Regions from separate parts of the Anser cygnoides genome. Here region 1 is linked to region 2. The links are chromatin contacts, called in public Hi-C maps. All regions are on one chromosome and are shown on one strand. The core of a region is the stretch at or near the end of the contact, and the rest is flanking DNA. Distances in the headings are between cores, read along the strand shown. Region 1 holds the start of DCP2 (decapping mRNA 2). Region 2 holds the start of YTHDC2 (YTH N6-methyladenosine RNA binding protein C2).

The links. Hi-C and Micro-C count contacts between places; a contact is called where the count stands out from the background.
Region 1: a contact with region 2 is called in a Hi-C map of liver, with 7 times the contacts expected there. The contact joins the promoter of DCP2 here to the promoter of YTHDC2 in region 2. A contact is called at or near these places in 2 of 7 Hi-C or Micro-C datasets (both in liver).

What each region holds. Positions count from the first base shown.
Region 1 is chrZ:23,731,347-23,735,221 of Taihu_goose_T2T_genome, forward strand. It overlaps DCP2 (decapping mRNA 2), which reads right to left and starts at 1,546. Exons shown (of 11, transcript XM_013197617.3): 1 at 1,330-1,546.
Region 2 is chrZ:23,488,593-23,492,828 of Taihu_goose_T2T_genome, forward strand. It overlaps YTHDC2 (YTH N6-methyladenosine RNA binding protein C2), which reads right to left and starts at 2,025. Exons shown (of 30, transcript XM_013197623.3): 1 at 1,777-2,025; 2 at 1,596-1,686. The coding sequence starts at 1,948.

The sequences.
Region 1 (3,875 bases), core at 296-2,795, 240 kb after region 2:
AACACTGGGGACAAAACAGGTGGAAAACTTACAGTATAAAACGGTGAATAGCTTTCTGCTCTAGCTACTTGGATGAGCAGGATCAGCTATGTCGCTATCCGTGGAGGAGAGAGGTTAAGAATGTGTGAGTGTGAGGCTGATGGGATGATAATTGCACCAGCCTCGAGTAGGTTAATTGGAATGAATTTACCCAATGTAACTTGCTGAAAGCTTTAGTGGGACTAAGTCCCGTTTCATGCTTCCCCCTGCTGTTCTATCTCTGGCATGTCAGCAGATCTTGTACTGAGCACGTTCAACTCCCCGGTTCAAATTTCAATCTTAGAAGACAGCTAGCCAAGCAAAGAAACAAAAACTTACAGAAAAATGCCATGATTTTTGGCTCTGGCTGTGCTATGCAATTAAACACTTCAATATGAACTCAACATGCTTACAGGCGCATTTGAATAAACAAAGGCACTAATAAAGACACCAGGTCAGTGATGTCCTGAAGACTCAAGAAGCATATTCGCAACTCGTTTTTCAACTGTTAGGGAAGGAAAGTGATAAATATATAATCTGCCTCCTTGCTAAAGTTAAGGAATAAAGACACTGGTGGCTCTGGAAGTGACATGAATTATAAGAAACTGTTGGAGCACAATCTTGGTAGAAGCAGTAGATTTACATATACTGGTGCCTCTCTTCGGCAAACTCTGCACAGTGGTATTTGACAATGACATTTGCCACAGTACCTTTTTTGTTGTGATATTTGAGATGATGGCATCAATCTTCACACATGGAAGTAGTTTGAATGAGGAAGGGATGGCTCTTGATATGGCTAGACAGAGACAGGTGGAAGGCTCTGAGTGCAAACTAGTAAATCCCATTGCTCAGGGTTCCAGTGAGTTCTGTTTCTACCAGAAGGGGTAGATATACAGGGTCTATAAAGATACATGACCTGTATCACTTTCAGGGTACCGACTTCCCCGGGTACTTGCTTTTGCTAATTGATAAATGCAAAATATTGTCCGTAAGTTGGTGAGCAAAGGCCTCAACCATACTTCCAAGCAAGCAGCATTTATCTGGAACGAAAGTAACTCATCACCCATCAGAAAGAAATTACTTGATGGTGCTAATTCCATCATTCCTACCAGCCAGTGAGAGAACTATGATATCAAGATGCCAAAATTGCGCAGCTCACAATCACTCTGCAAGAATCCATTTCCTTGTCCCTGCCTTTCTCTTCTCTTCTTTGCCCATATTTTCCTTCTTTATTACTTGTCATTGCTGGAGACATATATAATACCAAAATTTAAAGTCTAAAGCTTTTCCTGCAGAAATCTTTGCACTTACAAGTGGTTTTTATGTGCAGAAGGCTGCAACTCGAGATCAGTTTCCCTGGAGGGCTAAGAAGCAATCTCTTTTCCTGAAACCCCCACATCCTGAAGGGTAGAAGGGAAATATCCAGTCAGTTTCTAGGAGGCATCTGTTGTGAAGCAGGGATCAGAGAAAATCTTCCTGCTAGTGTTTCTCTCTGCTCTGCTAGATTTTCTTTTTTTTCTTTTTTTTTTTTCTTCTTTTTTCTCCCATGCCGATGTGGTACCAAGAACCCCGTCAACTGATACAGAGAGAGAAAAGTGTTCTAGAAAACGGACGTTGACACCTTATGTCAGCTAAGCCATTATTAGCCCATTCACAGCTGGGGGGGGGGGGGAGGTGATACAATGATACACTAAATGTATGTAATGTTACAGACCTTATGAAACACCCTTAGATAATTAATTGCTTAATGCATGAGAAACTGAAGAACATAATGAAAGCTTAGACACTATGCTGCCAAGCCCCCAGGACAGGAGAGCAGGAGAGAGACATTTGCAGAGTTCTTGCTGCACTTTTGAAATGTTACTGAAAGACGCTAAGTTAGCCATAACAGAAACTTAAGAATAAAACTCTTGTTATGTGGGATTTGGAACTGCAAATCATTTTTTTCCTCATTTAGAGGAAATTCATGGCTCAACCTTTTCTTTGCTAAAATAGCATGTACTCCTTTCTCCCATAAGCAAGTTTAGTTAAAGCTGACACATTACACATTCAGGTTATAGTATTTCCCCAAAGATAAGTCTACATATCGACACGTCCTGGGAAGGTGCACACAGAGACGTATTGAGGGCAGAGTTGACAATGCCTCTTGTCAAGCTGCAAGCACAATTAGGATACAAGGATGGCGACACATAGCATGAAGAACTTTTCCCTAGTACGCACAGCACCAACCAACCTGTACAATCATCAAGTAATGTAGTCAAACGGGTTTTTATTATTTGCTTATCAGACAGCCCTGGCACTCAGTCAGAAAGGCAACAATAAAAAGTTTGGAAATTAATGTTAGTTGTCTGTTTGCAGTGGGACAACGAAAGAAGGTAACAAAATAAAAAAAAGGTCCACACTTTGTGCTGTCAGAAAGAAGTCTTATAAAAAGATCTAGACTGCAGAGGAAAAGCAACAGCCGAGGGTAGAGAAAGTCTTGTTTGGAGAAGCTGACCGAGGTGGACAACAGAATTGTGTTTAATAGGAGGAAGCTCAGAAGCTAAGAGCCAGTCAAACCCAGAGCTCCGTAGCATGCATTTGCAGCTCATTAATTAGAATGAAGACAGAGGCAGCGTGTGGAGAGTCTGCAAACAAATGACCAGGGCTGAGGCTTGCCCAGGTCATCAGAAAGAGGAGTTCTTTCCACTCAGCCCTTCAATAAATGCTTGGTTCCTATAATAAAATCTCCAACAAAGGACGGCAAACAGAGGTAGCAGGGGGGCTGAAAAGCAGTGACATAGTCCTTGTAAGAAATGTGAGCTTACATGAGCTCAGCACTGCCAGCTGATGTAAGTTCATATTTTGGGTTGAATTTGCATAAAAATTACACAGAGACAATTCAAGCGCTACTTCCCTGTTCTGCTCAGTTATCACAGAATAGTTTGGGTTGGAAGGGACCTTCAAGACCATCCAGTTCCAACCCCTTGCCATGGGCAGGGACATCTTCCACTAAACTAGGTTGCTCAAAGCCCCTGTTGCCCCCTGGCCTTGAATACTTCCAGGGATGGGGCATCCACAGCTTCTCTGGGCAACCTGTTCCTGTGCCTTATCACCCTCTGAGTGAAGAAGTTCCTAAATTAGTTAGTGTGTTACAAGGGAAATGAGCTGAGAGAGAGAGCACGCACAGGCATCCAACTCAGATGGGTGATAGAAATCAGCCAGTGCTTTATAAACCATAGTGAGAAAGAAACATAAATACTTAAAGAATTTGAAGATGAATTTACATATAGCAAATCGCCCACCCAAAGTTAGTGAAAATTTAAGCCTGAATTCATGTATGTCTCAGTTCCCTGTTTAAGGAAAGTTAACCACAAATATCTTCAGGAAATAATATGGCACATTTTCTGTTTTTTTGTTGCTGTTGTTGCTGGTTAAGGAGACGCACTATAGGAAAGACCACACATGTAGTGAAGCACAAGAAATTATAATAAGATGCATTCGGTAGAAGATTTGAATGAAGTATAGTAACTAAGCACTGGTGGAATTCTCTGAATGCTGCAGAGGAAGTAGGCAGTCTGTGGAAAAAGAAAAGTCTGTGATCACATGGTTACAGTATGTATGAAGAGCTGTGGTAAGGCCGCACAGAAAATCTGCATTTAGGCTTTTGCTAACATTATGGTATTTTACTTGAGTAATTTCCTGGTTTGTGAGTTTGCAGGTAATAATTAATTTAATGGCAATAATATGGACATTGTTATACAGAGAAAACAAGGCTGCAGTGAAGCACAGCATATGCTACAGGGCATGCCTTACTTAAGGCAACAGTGAACTCAAACAGGCTTACCCAGCTGATCCACATAACAATTTACACATCC
Region 2 (4,236 bases), core at 775-3,274:
AACCTGGCTGCTATCTAAGGTCAACCCACCACAACTGTCCACAGGAAAACATAGTTGCTATGAAAAGTTAAAATACAGTTTCTTTAAGTATTCAATATGTACTTCCTTAATGTAAAGAAAAAAGATAAGGACACACAACATTGACTTGTGGTTCCCAAGAAACAGTTTCCCTTATTTATCCACTCTGTGCCACAGGCACAGTAATGAATATTAATATTAAAATTATAGTCTATCTAGAAATTCAGTGATGGAAGTCAATCACAATCAAGCTTTTAAAGACAGATAACTTCAAAAGTTATTGCAAGTGTCATTACTGAGCTAATCTGGAGACACCAAGCCTAAGAACACTTGAATTTATTTTAAAAGGAGATTTATGCTTCCATAATGTGCAATGTATTATTATAGTCAAAAAAAAAAAAAAAAGTTGTGCCTGTCTAAGGGAATATTCTTTTTTTTTTCCCCCATCTGATTAAATTTCAACTATTTTCCAAGTTTCAAGTCACCCTGCAGGCTCCAGAAAAACCTGCAAACAGCATACCGTACTTGGGAGTCACTCAGAAACACTTAGGAAGCTCCGCAAGGAATTCAAGCAGGGTTTACCAGTTACTGTTCAGAATAGGTACCGTATAACCCAAGTGTCTTCCTTCTGACTGTTTCAGCACTTGTGCTAAAGCTTTCTAACACTTCACATTCCCAAAATATGATGCAAAGATACACAAGTTCAGCCAAATTTATTGGCTCGGGTATCTGCAGCAAAAATCAGCTGCGCTACCCCAAGACCAGAACCAATGTACAGCAGTGTAACTTCACCTGAAAACCATTCAAGCAATTGAGTAAGCTCTCCTGAAATCAAGCTACTCACTCAAAACAAGCTGAACTGAATAGCACCCATTGAAATGTGGCAGGTAAGCACAATTCTGAGAATTAGCACGCTACACTCCTTTAGCAAGAATCACGAAGTACCATCAGAAATGAGTAACAGCAAATACTGCTGCAGTTTTACAACAGTCTACACACACACCCACACACAAGTTATATGTGGTATTCTACCTCTCTGGGTTTGTCCTTTAACTTTCCCTTTTCTGTTTCTTTTTCACCTTAACCCACCTAGGAATCAGATTCTCAGCTTTTATGCAAGCTTATCAGGTCAATAAACACGGATTTCCTCTTCAAAAGATCAGAGGAGAATAAAAGGGGGAAAAAATTGTGAATACCTGTGTACGAATTCTGTTCTCTTGCACTTCTTAGAAGCGCTCTTCTGGCAATACTGTTGTATGCTGCATTTTACCTGTAGAGCTATCAGATTCCGTGCAAACCTCTTGGGCACACAGTAAGGCAGGTAACACAGCACTCATCCTGGTGAGAAGTCTTTTTAGGGACGCGTAAAATCGATGTAGCAGTAAAAGGATAACCTACCGAGCATGCCACGGGTTTTGTTAACTTAGACCTAAAGCGTAGTGTGAAGGTATTTATTTCGTTTCGGACTCTCTGCCCCTAGTTTACGCCGTGTAACAAGGCAGGGTCCGCGGGATCCCAGGGGTCGCTCGACGGCGATCCGCAAACCAACGCGCCCGCGGGCGGCAGACCCGGCTTACCCTTTACTCTTCGATATCAAACCAAGGGACTGACACAGCCGGTGCACAAAGGCCCGCTCGGTGGTAGTGAGGGAAGAAGGAAACTCCATTTCTAAGACAAAAAAAAAAAAATAAAAAAAAGTGAGAAGACGGCGGGCAGGCGGCGCTCCGGCCGTCGTCCCCCCCGGTCCCCTCTCCGCACCCTTCTCGTCCCCGTAGCGGAACCGCTCGAGGGCCATGCTCACGGCGATCTCCACCTCCTCGTCGACGCGGATATCCTTCAGCGCCCGGCCGCGACCGCGGCCCGCCGAGCCCCCCTGCGCGCCGCCGGGCTGACGGGTGAAGCCGCTAGCGCCGCCGCCGGGCCGCGACATGGCTGCCAGCACCGCGGGGCGACAGGCAGATGCAGCCGAGCGGGGACGGCACCGGGCACGGGCACGGGGCGGGCGGGGGCAGCGTCGTGACGGCAGCGCGCGGGGCGGTTCGGGGCGGGGCGGCCGCCAGCTCCTCCCGCCGAGGCGCGGGCGATGGCGACGGTTAACGGCCGCTGGCCGTGCGCGTGCCCGTGGTGCCGTCGCTGGGGGAGGGAGGGGTGGCGGGAGGGAGCGACCTCGGCGGCTGTGACTCTCGTGTGGAATGGGGGCGATGGGTGGTGAAACCCGCCGTGCTGGACGGGCAGGGAGGGCAAAAGTGCTGTTTGTTGGTGTCTTACGTACAGTTACTGAGGTGGTGGGTGCACAGAATTGATCATCTATCTGTCTTCTAAATATTGTAGCAAGGCAGGTATTAAACAAGCTCACAAGGTTAACTACCACTAACTGCGCTCTATGCACCACAGTCCTTCCCTCTCACACTTTGAGGGCCCATCTGGATGCACAGCGGGAGGCACAGAAGGAGGGTTGAGAGCCATTGGGGCTGCTGCAGCTGCAGGAAGGTCCCTCTGGAATGTAATGACTTCTCCGTCTCTCTCACAGTGAATTGCTCCGCTGCTGGAAATCAAATTCAGGCTGCCGGCTTTCCCACAGGCTACAAGAGACAGACGTCAGGCTGTGGCTGAGGACACACTGCAGCAGATGAGTTGCAAAGTTTCGAGGAAAGCTCTGTTCATACAATAGAATCACAGAATCATTAAGGTTGGAAAAGACCTCCAAGATCATCTGGTCCAACCATCACCCTACCACCAATGTCACCCACTAAACCATGTCCTTAAGCAAATGCATAGCACAACTGCTCTGTAACATACAGTCCGTTATACACCTGTTTAAATGTGTGTGTGGAAGAAGAAGGATCAGAAGGTGTACTCTAACACCAGGAGAGGTATGTGGCCTGCCAACGTGCAGTGGCAGAGGATACACAGTTTATCCCATAACTACATTTAACTTACTACACAGGTGATATAGTGTTGATGTTGCTGGTGAACACTTAGTTAATAAAAGTACAAATAGTCATAATAAATACAAAATCATATTGTAAAATGAAGAAAAATGTTTTGTTTTGCTTTTCATTAGGCTGCTGAAGTGTATGTCCTTGTAATAGTGTACAGTTGGCAGTGACCAAAAAAAGAAGCACTGATATCCATCCAGCCATAAATTATGTAATTTAGCTGAGTGACATTAAATATAAATGGGTAAGATCATCACAGTCCTTAGTCTCTTCACCATAGAGTACTACTTGCTCTAGATTTTGTAAAATGTAAATAATTTTTCAAGATGGAACTCCAAGAGAAGTTGTTTTGTCCTTTCACTGTATGGGAAATTTGTCAGTTCTTTATATATTCTTTAGATCGGTGCATAACCCCTTGGGGGAAACAATCATCCATTTGACCCTACACAGAGGCTAAGAAGAAAAAAAAAAGCTTTTAGACATGGCACATGATTCACTTCTTAGGGCTGCTACTTTGTAGTCATCATTTAGTCAGGAGAATACTTGGACCCAGAGCAAACTATTCCCCAAGTGTGAACTTAAGTGGACAACTAGGTCAACAGATAGCAAATAAACACTGTAGAGTGTAGGTGCCTGAAAGATCTCTCTTAAAGAGGGCTCTACCAAAGCTGTATACAAAGCTCACTTCAGCATAATTCTGCTCTGAGAAGTGGCATGGAACAGAAGTTTTGCTTTAAGATTGCTATTTAAATGTTCTTAGTTTTTTAATCCCACTTCCTTGCTATACTTCTTCAGCCAAAGTACCTGCTGCTACTTCCTTATAACTGTCTCTGTGACATTGAGTACTGTAATACTTGAGCACATCACATTTATTATTAAAAATGAAGCTATGTACCTTAGGAAGATAAGATACCATGTCTCAGTATCAGCAGTAACGTTTGCGTGCTGGGTCCCACTGGGATGGAGCTCGCAGTCCCACAGCAGCCCACGCAGCGCTGTGCCCTGCACCTGTGGCCCCAGACACCAGCTGTGTTTTGTCTGTGGCAGGGTGGCACTGGCACAGCACCAGGGCTGGCCCCCTAGAGCCAGCAGGATGGGGTGGGCAGCCAGAGGGGGGGATGCACCAGGGCAGCTGACCCAAACCAGCCAAAGGGACATTTGGGGAAGGGGTTCTTGTTAGGGAAGCATCTGTCCTCCAAAGCAACTGCGACACATATTGAGGCCCTCCTTCCTGAGACATGGCTGAACACTGCTTGCTGGGAAGTAGAGAATAACTGTT